2 separate regions of the Zea mays genome follow, and region 2 is linked to region 1. A link is a contact called in public Hi-C data. All regions are on one chromosome and are shown on one strand. Each heading gives the region's core, a stretch centred on a gene start, on an enhancer-like site or on the middle of the called end of the contact. The rest is flanking DNA. Distances are from core to core; before and after follow the strand shown. Region 1 holds the start of LOC100280056 (VIN3-like protein 1). Region 2 holds the start of LOC103640970 (probable histone H2AXb).

Region 1 (5,105 bases), core at 491-2,990:
CTGGCAGAAGAAATGGGGCAAGGAGGAACACCTGCCAAGTGAGTGAGTGAGTGAGTGAGTGAGAGGGGTAAGGGGTGAGAGGGGGGATGGATGCCGGCAGGGAGGAGGCTATGAATGTGTTGTCCAGTGGAAGGGGGTGTCGCCAGCTACCGAAAAGTTGTTTTCCCCCTTTGGTTGAGAAAATAAGGAGAGTCAAGCAAATCTCCGTCGTTTAATAAGCTGGTGCCTACTCATTTGTGCCAAGACCTATCACAAGGTCTTGTTTTGATCTGATGACACCTAACTTTCCAATACCATGATTTGACAACTACGGCAAGACAATTTGCTTTGGCTCTATGATTTGTTATTACAGCCAGCGTACACAATCAATTGGGCTGTACAGATTTTGTAAACCCAATTTATTGAAGTTGGACTTTACTCCCATAATTTAGGACTTCATAAATTTTTAGTTTACACCAAAATCCAACGGTTTAAAACCAAACCAAATACCAGGATACCCAAGAAGCAAGATAATTTATTTGGGAAACCTAGATTCCAAAAATATTTACTTATTTAGTAAAAAAATAGAACCTCGATTTTGTCATATCTATTATTTTTTAATGCATAAATGATAAAACATCTAGTGGAGAGTTCTTTCGTCTCAAAACTTCACCAAAAAAATGATTTTTTGCTGCCGCACACTAAACTAGAAACATTGAATCGTGGATATTGATGCAAGTGTTGCTGCCAAATCATGAGCCATCCGATAGGAAACTTTAGCGCAGATAACCATTTGAATATGAACCCTTTATGTAAAAAATCCTCTTTTTGTTGGTTACCTAGAACTACATGTAAAGTTGTACTCCTATAAAGCATGTAGACATGGAAGCTTTCGCTTGTACACATTCAAAGCACATCTGTCTCAATTGGAAGTTGAGAAACTGCCCTAATTCCATTTAAAAGCAAAAAAAGGCAGGCTACAATGCATTGATCATTTCAGGTGGAAAGTTTAGTCTTTTCACAGTTAAATAGCAGATAGCACGAACTGAGCCAGTAACATCGTAACAGCAGCAAATAAACCATAGGATTGGAAAAGGTGGAACCCGAACAGATTATTAGTATAGTGTGAAAAAACATACAAAAAAATGAATAGATGCCGCTTTTTAGTCACTATGGATCCTTCATGTAAAAGTTGACACCAAATTGGCCAACCTCACTGGCAGGGGCGTTACAGGGGGCGTGCAAGATAAAATCGAGTGAATTCAATTAAGAGCAAGAAATCAATAACCAGAGTAATTATCTAGTGACTAAATGCATACAAGCATGGCAAGGTAGCAGTACAGCTAAGCGACAACGTACTATGACAGCTAAGCGAACTGAGCCATGGATGACTAAGGACCATGCCCAGCAGCAGCAGGCAAGCAAACAAATCCAACCCCGAACAAATTCGGGGTTGCGGTCGATCGCACACAGGGCATAAAGCGCAGGGCACCCCGCGACCCGGTGGGCGGGCGGGCGGTGGGCCTGGCGTGAGGGGCTTACCGGCGAGTTCCGGCGCATCCCCGCCCGAAGCCGCCATCCCGGCGGCCGACGGGTGGGGTCGGAGGATGGACGGTCTCGCCTGCCAATGGAGCGAGCGTGGTGGGGGGGACGGGCCAACGGCCGGACCAATCCCGTCGAGGCGAGCGGGCGGCGATAGCGTACGTAGGTTGTTAGCGCGCGGCGGCGGAGAGGACTCCACCAAGGGTTTGTGTTTGCTCGATCGAGCGGTGCTGTGCACGCCGGGAAACGACGTCCCAAGTTATTAGCAACTTTGGTTTCGGTCAGATTCTTTTGCCCTTTTTCCTCCCTTTTTTTGACGCGGACGAGAGGTAATCTGACAGATTTGTGGTGCAACTTGCAAGAGGTTGAATTTGCTCGAGAAATGTTAGTCGATTTTGATCGTTCCTTCTTTATATTTCTAAAAAATTCCAATATATTCTATATCTACAGAGGCGGATCCATAGGAGTAAAGTAGATCATGACCTCTCAATTTTATATAACCTCTTATACTTAATGTACACTTATGGTTAAATATAGAAAAAATTATGTTTTGATAGGGGTCTCGTCAGATCAGTCTAGTCCTTCTGACAGCGTCCTTCTCCTCAACCTAGTTCTCGCATCTATCTATTCATCCCTATCCATCCCGACATTGCTCAATCTAGTCCTTTCATATGCCCCCCTTCTCAGTGTCCCTGCCCTTGCTCGTTGTCGTCGCGACGCTGGCCCATCGAGTAGCCCCGATCTCGCTCGCAGTGATGATGCAACCCGTTCCCGGTAGTCGATGAGCTTGGATGAATCAGCGAGCTCTGTCTCTCAACTGAAGACATCGTGTGACCTTGTCCCTTTCTTAGTGCCCCACTTTTTCGAGAGATAGACATTCGATAAGGTACACACGACATTGGTTCGATCAGCAAAAAAATAACGATATGTTTCATAGTTATCTTCTTTAAACTTTTATCATATATGGATATAAAACTTGAATTCAATGCAAAAAATAGTTTTTTATAGTATTACTTAATTTTGTCATGTGGTTTTTTGGCCCCTATAAATTTTGGTCCTGCATCCGCCACTGTATATCTATATCTATTTATACTTATATACATATTATTATATACTATATAATTCACCGGTTTAAAATTTACAAAATTCACTCAATCAAATCACTCCCACACTTGTAACCTTCACTAAATCCACCAATCAAATTACATCCAGACTTAACACATCATCAAAACTAATGATTCAAATAGTTAGATAACACTCTCTCTCTTTTACTTAAATTCAACGGACAATATTTGTCGGTGTTTCGGACCCGGGGGACTCTCAACCGGACCGACTAGTGAATTTTGTGTCGCGTGCCCCTGTCCAGATGGGTTGATGCAAGATGGAACACAAGAGGGGGATGAGGCTTATGTTATCTTGCACCGGGGGTGCTTGCAGTAGGGGTTACAAGCTGAGCGAGGGCGAGAGAGAGAGAGAGAGAGAGGGAGTTCGGCCTTGAGTCGACTGAGTTAGCCTCCTCCGCGTCTCTCCCACTTTTTCTGCATCCGCTCCCCCTTCTCCTTTTGGAAGGCCCTGGACATCCCCTTTTATAGATATAAGAAGATGGTCTAGTTGTACAATGGGGTGTAGCTATGTGCTAACGTGACCGACGGAGAAGCGCTTGAGCCCTGTAGAAGCGTAGATGGCGGTGCGGCATGGATCCTGCTGACGTTTCCTTGCTTCCGTAGAGAGCTTGGGGACTATTGACGTCATGGACGCACGCGGGGAACCATCATTACCTGTTACCGGAGTAATCTAGATGTGACTCCAGTCTTGTTCCTTCGTAGCCTGAGGTGGCTAGCTAGAGGTAGGGTAATGATGTATCCCCTGTAGCGTAGTCGGTCCGAGGCCGAGGTCGGGTGAGGCGGCGACTCCTCCCGAGGCCGAGGTCGGGCGAGGCGGAGAACTTCCCCCGAGGCCGAGGCTGAGACCGAGGCCTGGGGTCGGGTGAGGCGGAGCTCCCTGTTGTGTCCGAGGCCGAACTCGGGAGAGGCCGTGACTTACTGTTGTTAGTCTTACCCTGGTGGTTGACACAGTAGCCGGAGCAGGGCGAACAGTGTTGTTTTCCTGTCAGAATGGTCAGTAAAAGGGCGAAGTGACTGTGGTCACTTCGACCTTGCCGACTGAGGCACGCGTGTCAGGATAAGGTGTCAGGCGATCCCCGCATTAAATGCGCATGCGATACGGTCAGTTGGTAAGACGATTTGGCCGAGGTCGCTGCACGACAAAGTTTGCCCGAGCTTGGCTTCGGGCGAGCCGAGGGTGCGCCCACTGCCTGTGGAGGCCCTCGGGCGAGGCGTGAATCCGCTCGGGACTACTGTTCCCGCCCGAGGCTGGGCTCGGGCGAGGTGAGATCGCGTCCCTTGGCAGACGAGGCCTTGACTTGAACCGTGCTTATCAGCCTTTACGGTTTGTTCTGAAGACGTTTTCCAGTCGTGTTTAGGAGTGTTGGGGGTACCCCTAATTACGGTACCCGACAGTAGCCATCGAGCCTCGAAGGGAGTGTAGGCACTCGCTTGGAGGTTCTGCCGGATTTTTTGTAAGGGGACCAGCCTTTCTCGGTTATATTTTGTTCCGATGGGTGCGCGCGAGCGCACCCGTCGGGTGTAGCCCCCGAGGCCTCGGAGGAGTGGTTTGACTCCTCTGAGGTCTCAATTTTTTTTGTGATTCCTCGGTCGGCCTTGTTGTCCCCTCACGCGGCTCGGCCGCAGGCCGGGTGCATGGTGAGGTTTCGAGTTTTTAGGCTAGTTTGTTGACGCGGTCAACAATCAGGCCGTAGCCTGGTGCGAGAGCAGCCCCCGAGCCTCTGCACGGAGCGAGAGGACGATCGAGGACCGTCTCGGCTTTTATTATACGCCCCTTCATCGCCTTTCCGCAAGGAGGAGGCGGGGAACGCGCCATGTTACCCTTGGTGGGCGCTGAACATAGTGTTTCTAGTGAGTTGCTAACGGGTAATCTGAGTGGACGCCCGAGCCCCATTCGATAAGGGTCGGCTAGTGGCCCAGAGGCGCGCTCCAAAAGTACCTACAGGTGATTTGCTGGACCCGGGCCCATTTGATAGGGTCCGAGGGCTCGGTGCCTCCCTCCGTTGGTCTCGGATATGTCCTAGGGTACCTCAGGAGCGCAGTCCGAGCCTCGGCCATGTAACGGACGTACCCAGGGTCATCCCTAACTCTGCGTGCTCTAGGGCGGCTGTCGAACCCTTCTGAGGGGCCAGCCTTCGAACCCCTGATCAGTAAAGGGCTCGGAGCCCGAGTGCTCTAGGGCGGTTGCCGAACCCCGCAGGGCGCAACCTTCGAACCCCTGATCAGTAGGAGGGCTCGGGCCCGTTTCCTTCGCTGAGAAGGATCCTTTTCTGGAATATCCCCTTTCCCGATCCCTGTGGCAAGAGAGAGAGAGGAAAAGGATGTGAATTTAAATAATGTGGTGCACCTTTTTTGACGCGGTCATCATGACGGAGGTGAAACGGCGCCCGCTTTGCCTGCCAGAGGTGTCGCTTGCCTTGCCAGGGAGTTAATGCGACGGGACGGGCGATTCACGGGGCA
Region 2 (4,993 bases), core at 1,397-3,896, 270 kb before region 1:
TTTCCTGCATACCTTTGATCGTATGGGCATAAACCATAGCCTGCTCAAGCCAGCAGACAACCCCCTCTATGGCTTCAGAGGAAAAGGGACCTTTCCACTCGGTGAAATAGAACTAACGTTATCACTCGACACAACGCTAAATGCAAGAAGCCAGCATATCACATTCGACATAGTTGATATGGTTTACCCATACAATGTCATCATGGGACGAGGATCCATCAACAAACTTGAAGCATCTATACATGGACTATACATATGCCAAACATCATAGGTGTAACTCCCTAAGACTATCTCCACCAGCTTACTCATCCACGTATTCATATTCAAACTCTACTCGCAAACAGTGTAGAACAGTAAAAAAACAATGTTTTAATTAAACAATGAGTAAGGCCCTGTTTGGGAACAAAGTTTTTGAAAACCACAGTTTTTGAAATACTACAGTATACTTTAGTCATGACAATACCGCAGTTTACAATACCGCAGTTTTGAAAACTGAGGTCCAGAGCTAAGTTTAGAATGCCTTAAAACAACTATAGTATTTGCAATACTTCAGTTTTGAAAACAGAGATTTTAGCTAGCTTGCCAAACATCATTCTGTATATAATACTGCAGTATTTGAGAATACTGCAGTATTCTTCCAAAACTGTGAAAAAACTTCACTCCCAAACACCCCCTAAACTAGTAGACACGGTCTAATGAGATGAAACAACAGTATAAGGTAGGCAAGATGACAAGATTCCATCAAATGCAAAGCGATTGCAGCGATTTCAGACTGTCCATGCTGCTAAAATGGAGTTTTGTCCTTTCTGGACTTGACTTCAGTGGTTAACTAAAAGGCAACGACAGGCAACGCAGGGTGACAGGGCATAGAGCAAGCTGAATAACATATTGGTTTATGAGTTGATTTGAGATTATCTAGTTACTTCTGTCCGCAAGAATTCCCATATTCAAATTGAGTTAAGAAACGAGTTTGCCTGATGTTAGAATTGAATTGAAAAAAACAACACAAAATTTCATGGTGGTGTATGAGCAATACCAGCTACTCTCCATCGGTTTCAAATTATAAAACATTTTAATAAATAATTTTCACGGTGTACCTAGACATAATACATAACTTATAACTTTGTGCATAGCAAAAGTCATAAATGTAGAAAGTCAAAACATATTACAATTTGAAACAAATGGAGTAAAATCGCTTTGCTGTTTAAATGGTTAGCTGACAATAGACAATGAACTGAACTTGGGCCTGTGTGCTTACATTTGTTGTATTCCAGATCCTGCAGAATTGCTTGTCTGCTGCAGTTCTCTCCTTGGCACCCCTGTGTAGCTAGGTATTACATGCGCAGTCAGTATTTTCGTTCATGGATGCAAGGATTTTTTGTCGGCTGTCGAGCAACCATCCTGGGTATTCCATAATGAAATCAAGAATTGATGAGCTCATGGAAATAGGGATTGCAGGTATTGAATCAAACAAAGCAATCTGACAGCAGCAACTACAACCATGAACCAAGCCTCCACAGATCACAATCAGTAGCAACTTCAACTGGATAAAAACAAAATCAAGAACAAAAAAAGATACGGCCAGAGCAACTAACTGCAACCAACGATTTGTTCCATTCCAGCAAGATTGATTGATACATACAGGAAGCCCTCGATCACCAAACTTTCGTCTGATAAACCATCCATCAGACAATCTAAACCTAACCAAAGATAGAAAACACCCTAACACTACTAATCGACGAAACTTGAGCGACGGGGGGACTTCATGCATGTTGGAGCTCCAGTTCGAACAAGTCAGAGAAACCTGCAACCGCCGCCGCGGCCGCTTAGAACTCCTGGGATGCGGAACCGATGTCGGCCTTGCCCTTCCCACCGGCCTTCTTGGGCAGCAGCGTCTGATGAATGTTGGGCAACACACCTCCGGCGGCGATGGTGACAGCTCCGAGCAGCTTGCTGAGTTCCTCGTCGTTGCGCACGGCGAGCTGGATGTGACGCGGCACGATGCGGTTCTTCTTGTTGTCGCGCGCCGCGTTGCCCGCCAGTTCCAACACCTGCAGGCAAACGATTATGAGCGTACCGCAAAGATTCAACAAACATCCAAACGGATTCGCTAAAGGGAGGGGGAGAGAGAAATGGAGGGCAGGGAAAAGAAGAGGAGGCAGTTACCTCTGCCGCGAGATACTCGAGGACGGCGGAGAGGTAGACGGGCGCACCACCGCCGACGCGCTCGGCGTACTTGCCGGCCTTGAGGTAGCGCGCGATGCGGCCGACGGGGAACTGCAGCCCGGCCTTGGTCGACCGCGACAAAGCCTTGGACCCCTTGGGCTTGCCCCTGCCGCCGCCGGAACTCATATTCGCCTCTTCTCGTCCGAGACTACTCTCTCGCCCAGTCTACTCGACGGAATCGCGGACACGCTGGTATGGCGGTGGTGGATTTGGGCGGAAGTGGGATGAGGAGAGGCGGCGAGGCGGGGTTATATGTAGAGGCCGCGGGGAAGACTGGCGGAGCGGGCGGGGCGCGGATCGCTGACGTGGAAGAGGCGAGGGCCGTCGGATCGGAGAGCGGGCGCGCCCGCGTGCAAGCGCGGGATCTCGCGTTTGGGCGGGGGGGGGGGGGGGGGGGGGGGGGGAATTAAACTCGTTTTCGCTTTGGCGGTTGGATTTCCGCGCGGCAGACGCAGAATTTGGAAAGGCGCCTGCGATTCCGGTTCCCCCAAATAGCAGTTTGACAAGAGTCCGGCGCACCGGCACCGCGCACGCACGCACGTGGCTGCTTGGGCTGGGCCTGAATCTGAGTGGACCGACGGTTTGGTGGTCGATTGCAGAGTGACGCAAGGCCCCTTTCGCTGGTTAATGAAGTAGTATCAGTATCATGGTACTTTGATTTTTTTTCCCTAATTTAAACATCAAAATCAAGTCTTCAGAATAGCCTTCAACGCTGCGGGCGAAGTCATCCTTGCAGGCTTCAAGATAGCCTTCAGAACGTTAGCTATCCTTTTTCCTTTTCGAGGTATCCGTCTAGGCGTTGTCTAAATCTTGGGCGAGACCCAAGCTTCAACTTGGATTGGCATCTTTACACACTACACGAAAATTAAGACCTATCAGAATGTTGCAACACAATAAATAAAAATAAATATGAGTCAATATAGCTCCGTAGGTGCAGGCAACAGAACCTTCGGCCTTTCGAACTTTGGCTTGTCAGTTTGCACAACCTCAACATCAGTCTATGTGGGGGACAGATATCTCTGGGTCCACTAGAAGATTAAAAGACCTCGTGAAAGGCTCTGGGCCCGATATTTCGTAAGGTCATCCCTTCCTGGGCCTGGGGAGGGACGCTCGGGGAAGTGGATCAATACAAGATCGGATCAACTCGAGCTCAGACGCAACAGATTCGAGCAACATCCACGGCAGTAACCCGACTTTCCCGCACTGCGTCCTCAAGCATCGGAACTGAACGGTGATAAGTCGGCAAAATTATAGGAAGATATGCTCAGTTAGTTCACTATTACTCATGATCATGTTGTTATCATATCCGCATGTAACGCCTCACGGTCGAATATATAAGGCCTAGGGGCATCCCCTCAAAAACATCTCACTCCTTAGGCATTTACTCAACTCTCTAGCATCTCCCATACTAGAGAACTCTCTTGTAACCCACCACACAAAAGACCCACACCAGGACGTAGGGTATTACGCATCTCAAAGCGGCCTGAACCTGTACAAGATTGTCTATTGTTTCTCGTGCATCTGGCACGAACCATCGAGTTACAGTCGGTAACATCGTCCTACTCCAAAAAGCACCTCGAGGGGCAACCCCGGGTGCGCGATCAGACCCAAAACACCGACAGCTGGCGCGCCAGGTAGGGGGTGTGTCACTGATCCAAGCTAGCTCAATGGCCATCACTTTTCAGCACAAGATCGTCCTCCGCCCTGGATCCGTATTCTGCTTCAGAACCATTTCGTCCGTGGCAGACAAAGAAGGAACTCTATATCGCATCGCGCATCCACCGGAGAGAAAGCCTTCCTCAACAATCTACAGGAAAGTCGGAGCAAAGCAGGAAAAAGTGCAACCTCCAGCACTCCGAGCGAAGACTACCTCCTGCAAGCCAGGAGCAGAGGATCCCTCTACCCGGAGAACTCCGCTGTCCACCTCTTCTACGGAAAAATGGACACGGATCACAAGGAAAAAGGAAGCAAATGAGGTAAAGGCTCGTCAAGCTGCTCTCCAGGTATCTCTGCCCTCAAAGGAGAACAGGAAGAAGCTTGTCACTACGACGGTTCCATTCTACCCTGACGTCCTCTTTATCGGGGAAAAGTGGAATCTACCCCTGTCTCCGATGATGAACCAACCGCACCGGGAGAAGAACCTCTTCAGCAGGAATCTCGCTGACGAAGGAACCGACGCCAAAATATTCGGCGACATCATGAAGCCGGAGAGTGGGACCCGGCGTAGCCTGTGTCACGAGATGAGATCTCGGAGATGGGATAAACCCCAGAAGAATGAGTCTTCAGGGAAAGAAGGAATTCCCGACGACGTGATCGTCGGCAAGCTCAAGAGCAGGCCGAACAGGAGGCAAGACAATGCCGAGAGAACCCTCTTCTCGGACGGAACCTGAACCCCGACTTCGCCCGAGCCATGAACACGTCGAGTGAGGTCGGAGGAGTGTTAGCTCGGATACCGATGGCCTCCCCCGGACTCCGGACGCCGAGGGCTATCGGCGACTACTTACTCGAGCAGCCAATCATCTTCTACCTCTCGCCCATCCACCGAGCGATCTACGACACGCCATCAACAGTCGACGGGACGCACGGAGCTCCATCAACGCTTCGCGCGAACGACGACACAAGAACAAGATTCGGTGCCGAGAAGAGTATGATCGGGACCACGGCATCCCTGCGTGAAGTCAGGCCACCAGAGTTGAGTCGACAACGGCTTCGACAGGCGGCACGACCCGGGGATGGTCGAGGCACCACGTCAACAACTCCCCTCCCT

What was found. Hi-C and Micro-C count contacts between places; a contact is called where the count stands out from the background.
Region 2: a Hi-C map of endosperm shows a contact between it and region 1, with 2.6 times the contacts expected there. The contact joins the promoter of LOC103640970 here to the promoter of LOC100280056 in region 1. A contact is called at or near these places in 3 of 25 Hi-C or Micro-C datasets (ear, endosperm and tassel).

What each region holds. Positions count from the first base shown.
Region 1 is chr10:26,692,996-26,698,100 of Zm-B73-REFERENCE-NAM-5.0, reverse strand. LOC100280056 (VIN3-like protein 1) reads right to left here and starts at 1,740. Exons shown (of 4, transcript NM_001152996.1): 1 at 1,522-1,740. The coding sequence starts at 1,558.
Region 2 is chr10:26,961,296-26,966,288 of Zm-B73-REFERENCE-NAM-5.0, reverse strand. LOC103640970 (probable histone H2AXb) reads right to left here and starts at 2,646. Exons shown (of 2, transcript XM_008664402.4): 1 at 2,167-2,646; 2 at 1,587-2,051. The coding sequence starts at 2,352. The coding sequence ends at 1,827.